3 separate regions of the Zea mays genome follow, and regions 1 and 2 are each linked to region 3. A link is a contact called in public Hi-C data. All regions are on one chromosome and are shown on one strand. Each heading gives the region's core, a stretch centred on a gene start, on an enhancer-like site or on the middle of the called end of the contact. The rest is flanking DNA. Distances are from core to core; before and after follow the strand shown. Region 1 holds the start of LOC100194098. Region 2 holds the start of LOC100283847. Region 3 holds the start of LOC100281414.

Evidence for each region. Hi-C and Micro-C count contacts between places; a contact is called where the count stands out from the background.
Region 1: a Hi-C map of leaf mesophyll shows a contact between it and region 3, with 3 times the contacts expected there. The contact joins the promoter of LOC100194098 here to the promoter of LOC100281414 in region 3. A contact is called at or near these places in 5 of 25 Hi-C or Micro-C datasets (endosperm, leaf, leaf mesophyll and 1 more).
Region 2: a Hi-C map of ear shows a contact between it and region 3, with 2.6 times the contacts expected there. The contact joins the promoter of LOC100283847 here to the promoter of LOC100281414 in region 3. A contact is called at or near these places in 2 of 25 Hi-C or Micro-C datasets (ear and tassel).

What each region holds. Positions count from the first base shown.
Region 1 is chr1:62,467,413-62,470,112 of Zm-B73-REFERENCE-NAM-5.0, reverse strand. It overlaps LOC100194098, which reads left to right and starts at 1,369. Exons shown (of 8, transcript NM_001401391.1): 1 at 1,369-1,745; 2 at 1,941-2,065; 3 at 2,647-2,700. The coding sequence starts at 1,713. It overlaps LOC100274107 (alpha/beta-Hydrolases superfamily protein), which reads left to right. Exons shown (of 14, transcript NM_001415957.1): 14 at 1-788. The coding sequence ends at 408.
Region 2 is chr1:62,570,371-62,573,070 of Zm-B73-REFERENCE-NAM-5.0, reverse strand. LOC100283847 reads left to right here and starts at 1,290. Exons shown (of 19, transcript NR_182002.1): 1 at 1,290-1,670; 2 at 2,036-2,134; 3 at 2,500-2,571; 4 at 2,658-2,700.
Region 3 is chr1:61,843,319-61,846,018 of Zm-B73-REFERENCE-NAM-5.0, reverse strand. It overlaps LOC100281414, which reads left to right and starts at 1,407. Exons shown (of 22, transcript NM_001154332.2): 1 at 1,407-1,720. The coding sequence starts at 1,634.

The DNA of each region.
Region 1 (2,700 bases), core at 120-2,619, 620 kb before region 3:
TCGAATACAAAAAATGTGCAATCCACTGCATCTGATCCTGCATCTAAAGCCAATGGTACTGTAAAAGACTGCAATGGTGTTGCTGCAGCAGCATTGGAGCAAGATGCATCCTCATTTGATGCTCCTGACAAGCATACGAATGTCCCCAACAGTGGAGAAAAAGTCAGCGAAGGGCAAAGTACAGATTGCAACGCCGGAAAGAGCAGTGCTTCGGTCTCTGCTTCTGGTTCCTCAGAGCCCCTGGCACCAACACAGATGGTGAATGGACAACCTGCTTCGGTAGACTCCCAGAAAGTGACCCAGAATGCCAATGGAGAGGATGGCACAAGAGCAACTTTGGTAGTTCAGAAGAGCCGGACAGGCGGCCTGATAGAAAAATGGGGTTCCTTCTTCAAGAACAACGACTAAGGCGAGGAAAGATAGACGATGACACCTTTGACAATACGTGTTCCGTTGTGTTCATAGTCATAGAATCGCCGTTGGCTGATGTCCAGCTTGATTGGTTTTACGTGTAAAATGGAAAGGAAACAGGTGATTTCAGGACGTTCGTGTGTATATAGAAGGAATTGTAGCGCCCCCATTGATTTATACCATCTCTCAACTTCCACTACTTTCGGTTGCGGTGAATTGGCAAGACCTTTGTTCTTACTAATGTGCTGTAGACTTGTAGCATAATTTGAAAGCTGATTATTTTGTAGTTTTTTAAATAGTAAAGGGTAATGTGCCTCTTAACGTAGAGTTGAATTCTTACACGAGCAATAGGGTCAATTTTTTAAATTGTATTTAATGTCCAAAAAAAATCATTGTAGTTTGTTTTGCGTAAATTTATGTGTGGTACTTCGTCTTGGACTTTGAGGTAGCAAACTGAAAGCGAAACGCCGGTGATGTACTGCCGCCCGCCTCGACGTCAAGAGGATGTGGAGTAGTCTATCTTCTCGCCGATACGAGTATACGGGGGCGGAGATCCTTTTTCTGGGGTCAGTGATTTTCTGGATATCTAATGAAAAAATAGTGTTAATAACAAGAGTTCTATACTGAAGATACTGATAATCCGATAAAATATTTGCTTGAGTATACGACGGTTGATCCAGGAGCAGGCTGGTGGGAATGGCCGAATGGGTTGTTTTGCTGCATTCTCTGGAAGACAATAATATGGGCTCGCTGATACGGTATACGACGGTTGACAACGGAAGACAATATAGTATGCCCATATTGTGCTTGGAATACTCGTATAACGTATACCGATCTACTGGGTTTGGACTTTGGACCGTTAGTCCCAATGGTGGGACCGGCCAATTTAACCCACAGGCCCCGGCCCTAGTGCCCCGCCCGCGCGGCTGTGCATTTGCCAGTGTTGTCCCTGCGATTCGAGTGGATGGGACCGGCCCATGCCCACCCAGACTAGCTGAGTCGCACCCGTCCATCTCCCTCGCCGCGTAAACCCCCCCCGGCTCGTTCGACTGCCGACTCGGCCGCGCTCGCCTCTGTTCAATCACCGGCGACGGAGGACGCCGAGGAGGCTCTTCGCCGCCGAGTCCATTTCTGCGAGATCCCCGCCGAGCAAGAAGCGCAGCACCGCGTCTGCCTGCACCAGCGGGTGGCCGGCCGCGTCTCCTTCCGAGTCCCGAGCGCCTGCCGCCAAACTTCTGACGAGTGTCAGTGACATCGGGTCGGGTTCGCTGGAGAACTGAGGGGGGCTTGCCGCCGACGCGATGAACGCCTCCGCAATCCCGTCCCCCGCAGGGGTACGGTATGGACCACTGCCCGCGCCCCTCTTCTCGTCCTTCCACTTCTGACGAGTGTCCGTTGATCTGCCCGTGTTTCTCCCGCCTTCTCATTGAATCGACGCCTTACAACGGAGGATCACCAGTTCGGAAGGACCGGACCGTGCTTCTACAGTTCTGCTATGCATGTCTGATCGATCGATCTCGCCGATGCAGGGAGGCCGGTTCTTCACGGGCTTCACCAAACTGTGCAAGGGCCTCGCCGTCATCATCTTCCTCGTCCACATTTTGGTCCACCTCTTCCCTTCAGCCGCCACCTATCTCACGCTGATACCAGCCAGGTACCCACTGTGATTCCTGAACCCTCAGGGTTAGCCGAGCTACCTGCTCTTCACTATTTGCCTGAGCCGCGATCAGTCATATCTAATCTGTACCCACATTCACTTACTGTTCAGTTTGTTTAATTGGAAAATCATTTTACTCACGTTTCCCTTCCGTTGTTGCTCAGTTGTGTTTAACTGAAATCAGAAAAAATAGTTTTCTGAACGTAATCTGCACTCCCGTTCAGTTATTGCCAATGCTGGGCAACTGCAATTTCATGCAGTGTACACACCGATTCGATTATTGGCCAGTTGCGTTTAATTTGAATTTTTACTAATTTGCATTTCTCTTTTGGTTACTGCTCAGTCGCCTTGAACTGAAATTAGAAATGAAAAAGGTTTCTAAACGGCAGTAGTTAATGCTTAATTCAAATATGATGTAAGTTTCACTTTCCATTTCCATTTCCACCTATGTTACACTGTTGGAAATGACCATATATAACTACCTCAATCTACATACTACGATCCTGACTGTACCATTTCTTCATAGTAGATTACATGAATAACTCTTTCCCAATTAACTAGAGGTGTTCTCTGTACAGGACAATCCCTTTTGCTTGGAACCTGATTACCGCTTGTTATATTGAGCAAACAAT
Region 2 (2,700 bases), core at 41-2,540, 730 kb before region 3:
ACAGACCCTTCCCGCGGTGTTCGTCATACGTTGAACGTGAGTTCATAGAGTGCCTAAAACAGGCGAGACGTTTGCTCTTTGGTATGCATGCACCCATTCGCCATTCTCCTCGAAAGGCTTTTGGTGATCCTTTTGAGGGAGCGCCGCCCTCCACGGACTTGACTTGCACATACTATCTAAGTTCTCGAATATTTATGGTTCGCTAGATCTTTTTAAACTAAATCGTGATAAATAAAAAAGAACGGAGTGATATCTTATAGTAGTAGTTGTTTTGAACGGAGGGAGGAGACATGTCCTCTTGATTCGTGCAATCGTGTTCGTGGGCGTGAAGGCAGGATGCGACGTCTCCGCCCAATCCACCTCCCCATTCTAACGGTATATCACCGCATTCTGCATCGAAGCACTGAACCTGAATTTCGTTCGTCGGCTAGTTACTGGCGTGAGAGAGTCAGCGACGATTAGTGTCAGCGCCGATCATGCTGTCCAGACCGACAACAGAAGAGGCTTCGACTCCGTTAGCTGGTGGGCTGCAGGAGAAACGGGCGAGTCGGCCCAAGACGGGGTCCTTCGGGCCTGCCTGAATGGAGTAAGAACTATAATGGTGGCGTGAGTCGGCCCAATTAATCTATAGCTGGCGTGAGTAGGGATGACAACGGCTAATTCCTCGCTGGGAATAGCTCTCCAATTCGGTCCCCGCGACGAAAAAAATAAATTCACAACAATGATTCCCATATTGTTTAAATTATAATTAAGACATAAGTTTTTTTGTTATTAATATTAAATATTGTCATTTATACATAATATCATAGGTAAGAAATCATTATGTATACATTAAAATAAACACATTTGTATAATTAGTGGTTTCTTGAAAGATAATTATTTATTTTTGTCGTCATAGTCACGTGCAAGGTTAATGGGTCCCCGCGGCCCGCGGGGAATGAGAATGGTGAATGATTCTCTGTCCCCATCCTGTTTATCCGTTGGGGGATACATTTTCTCTATTTATATCGCCGCGAGGTAAGTTTCCTCCCCATCTTCATCTCTAATGGAGGAATTTCTCGCAGAAAATTGGGGATCGGGTTCTATTGCCATCTCTATGCGTGAGCAAGGGTTCATCAAAGAACTCTGTAACAAATTCCTACGTACCTGAATAGAATCCCAAATTCCGATAAGCACACAAGGCCCTAGTACGTGACATGACAAAAATGACAAGCAATAATACACACGCCGCTCGCCGTAGTGACCTTTTGCTAGCTGGGGAAGTGGGGAGTAGGGAGGCGGGTCGGGACCTGGCAGTCGCGTCGACCTCCCCGCCGCGCCCACGGCACTCGCCACTCCACCCACCAGGCCAAGCACGCGGCGGCGACGCCAAAGCATCAGGGCACCAATGGTTGTGCTCCCCGCGGCCCCGCGGCCCCTACTCCTACAGTCCTAAATAATAGCCTTCCATTCCAATCTGTTCCCACAGTTCAGTCGCACACTCGGGCGGGTCAAATTCGACTCGGGAGGAACCAACCACCCGGAAATTCCCCCCTCCTCCAGTCTCCACTTGATCGGCGAGGCGCTGCGGCCGCGGGCGAATGGCGTCGGAGGCGGAGTCGCCCGTGGTGATCCACGCGTGGTCGGCGCCGCGCTCCCTCAGCACCAGCCTCATGTACTCCTTCGCCCAGGTCTGCTCCTCCTCCTCCTCTCCTCGTCCTCCTCCTCCTCCTCCTCTGCTCTGTTCGCGCCTCAGCTCATCATGCGGCGGGAGAGGGGATATCACAAACGGATGGGGACCCGTTCCAGTGCACGCTCGCTCGCTCAGCTGCAACGCGAGCATTCGCGGCGTTCCGACGAGGGCTGGACGGCTGGTGCTAGGCGGTAGTCGGTACGGTAGGGGGCCTATGCGATGCGCGTGCTCATCACAAGGAAACTGTTGTCGTCCAGTGTCACTCTGAGTGCGCCTTGCGCCCATTTTTTTTTTTCTTCATGTGCGCTAACTTTAACTTGGCAACTGATTTTCGATTTCTGTTTCCTGTATGTATGGCTCCAGAGGGACGACATGGAGGTGCTTGACGAGCCTCTCTACGCAAATTTCCTGCGTGCCACAGGCGTCGACAGGCCCTACCGGCAGGAGCTCCTGTCCAAAATGGTGAGATTCGGCACCATGCTTAACTTGCAGTTCGAATTTCCCGGAACTACGGCTTGTTTCAACTAGTGAGGTGGTTGGCAGACGGGGAACTAATTTTTTGGTGGCCAGTTTCAAGCCTTCAGGCTGCAATGCCGCTTTCATACCCTTTTCTGGCCTCAAACAGATGTCTGCCTCTAGGACCACATTTAGGTGGATATTTCTTGCTGTTTCAGTTAATCCTGACAAATTCTATATAGAAAATACTATCATGTAGTACCATAATCCTGCACGCCTCTTTTTTTTGGCCAGAGCAGAGCATTCGAGAAAATGATGCTTTGCGTTCCTTTTGTATGATTTGAGTCATTTGGGGGATATTTCTGGTGCAGGACCCTGATGGAAATAAGGTTGTCAAGGAGGTGATTTTTGGCCCAGGGGACAAAAAGTATCGTTACTGCAAGGTATTATTTCAGAAACTTATTGCACAGCTTTGTGAAATGATAAGTTTTATTTATATATGATAACCTCCTTTCTTTTCTTTGAATAGCACATCTCAAAGCAACATCTCCCAAATCTGTCAAGCGACCTCA
Region 3 (2,700 bases), core at 158-2,657:
TTTGTTTCGCGGAAATGTAAAGCAAATGATTTATATGAGATAATGGACATCGATTCTTTTTTTTTGTTTAGTTGAGCTCTTTTCAGCAGCACTAGATAATACTATCTAATACAATTATAACCGGTAACCATTACCGCTGCTAAGATATCCCATTACTATTCTATTAACAACGTCTGAACCAAACAACACCATATATCTCATCACCATGAAATTATAAAAAGAAGTTTTGTTGCCCTCGTTTTGGATGACCAAACAGCGAAAGGGCCTCTAGCTGAGTTGGTTAGGTGGTCTGAGTAGCACTCCTCAGGTCCTGGGTTCGATTCCCCGTGGGAGCGATTTTCAGGCTGTGGTTAAAAAAATCCCCTTGTCTGTGGGTTTTTCTCGACCTGTGTGAGAAGATCTTCTTTTTAATTCAATGCCCGAGGGCTGTCTTACCCCTCGCAGGTCGAGTTTTGGATGACCAAACAAAATACAATGTTAAGGGTTCGTTTGACATATCTCTAAGGTTCCAAGATCTATGTTGGCTCTACAAACTATGCACTAAATTAAAGTGATTTAAATATTTATATTTAATCTAAACTATAAATGAAAGGAGTCATGCAAATGCATAATCGACATATTTTTGCTAGAGCTAGAGTTTGTCAAATATGGCATAGTTTATGCCTGCTCTTTCCATTTTACTCTTATATATTTATTTACTAAATCGATTTATTTATATTTTATTTTTCTTTATACTCTTCTTCTAGTTACTGTTGTTCATTTTTTATTTACCAAATAAATTTATTAAAGAATAATATACTTAATTACTGAAGGAAAATCGCTCTATTTGATTTCAAAAATCTAAGCACACAGTATTACATCCATTAAAAAAATGCAATCCTAGTTTTAAACTAAGTCAAGATTGACAAGGTATATGAAATAGTACCGGCATTAATATATTCAAATACGTTATTATAAAAATACATCTCTTTAATTTATTGATGTTTATTACCTGTTACGAATGTGCATATTTTCTATATAGTTCGTTAAATTTAAGGTTGGTTGATTGATTGATTAAAAACAAGAATTATATGTACCTTGCATAATAGGTAAGATTAGTTAGGACCCAAACCCAACCATGGGCCAGGGGCTTAACGGAAAGAATTAACACAAATCACCTACTCCTATCCGAACGCTGGCTTAGCTTAGCGGGGAGAGAAAGCGTAGAGAGCAAGCCCCCAACCCCACTCCCCCACCGCCCGAGAGGCTCCAAAGTGGACAGCCCGCCCGTGCAGCTGGACCTGGACGAGGGAGAGAGAGAGAGAGAGAGAGAGAGAGAGAGAGAGAGGGGAGGGAGGGAGGGGAAAGACGGACAGCGCCATTGCTGCCATCGCATTCACAGCGCTACCGTCTGCGTCGCTTTCCTTTCCTCCCTTTCCCTCGCCGTACCACCACCCGCTCCTCTTCTCCGCCTCTGCCTCCTCCTGCAGAAGCCGCCGCACAAAACCCAAACCCTAACCGCCGCCCCTCCGAGGCGCGCCAGATCGGCGGCGGCGCCCACTGCTGCTGCTCCGGATCCAATGCAGCGGCTGCCGTAGCGCGGGAGCTGCCGATCTGAGGCGGCGGCGGCGGCGCTGGCGCAGGTGGGACAGGGATGTCGTCTGCGCCGGTGGCGGGGGCGGCGTTCGAGCGGTACCAGCAGCGCGGAGGTGGCGGCCCCGCGGCGGCCAACGGCAACACGGTGCGTGCGTTCGCGTGGTTCCTTGCGTGGGTACCGGGGGTCTGGTGCGGTTTGCGTATCCGGTGCTGATGAGCATCTCCCTCCCCTATTTCGCGTATCGCTGGGTGCCCGGTACCTTGCTTGTCAAGTTTGCATGGTTTGAGCTGCAAGGATGCGCTTCTCCACTGTGGTGTTGGTCTACACAAGTCGCTGCTTCTATTGCTATTAATAGAGCGGGTTGGACCTTGGTTAGATTGCGGTGCTGATGTGACGGACTGTAGAGTTTCCGCCCGCTTGGTCCTCGGTAGCTACATTTGAACGGATTGATGGTGATACTGGTGGATTGCTGGCAGTGCAGTTCAGATTCAGACTGCCTGTAGGCGAAATTTGCCATCAGGGTGCGCCAGAGATACAAATTAGAAGTGCATTCCTATAGTCTGTCGTGTTGGACTGTTGGCTGTACAATGGTGGGAAGAGTATTGTGGGTCTGATCTGCCTTGAGAACTTAGGGGTTTTGGCGGGCTGCTGAGATAAGTGACATTGCTTTTTTCCGCAAAAGAAAGTGATATTGATTAACATGGGGCAGGCTGTAAAGGAAGACCAGTCTAGGGTATTCGTGGTATGCAACATGGGGCAGAAACAGTAAAAACATGCTAGAGTATATCAAATATGGGAAACGAAGCAACTAGTGATATTGTGGTTGTGAGAAGCAACAATACAACGAGGGGAAGAATTTATGAGGCTGATATGGAGATATACACTTGCTGTAGCACAACCTGCCATCAACCATAAAAAATGTGTACATTCTTTGTGGATCAACATGGATGCTTCATGAAATTCAAAAAAGATTTGTCGATAATGGACCAACCCTGATACTTAACATCTTTTTATTTATTTCAGAAAAAAACACAGATGCATTGACCAATTGAAGCGAACCACTTCAGTTACTCCTAGTACCTTTTCATGCTTCCCACATTTAGGATACAGATGGGCATTTCCTG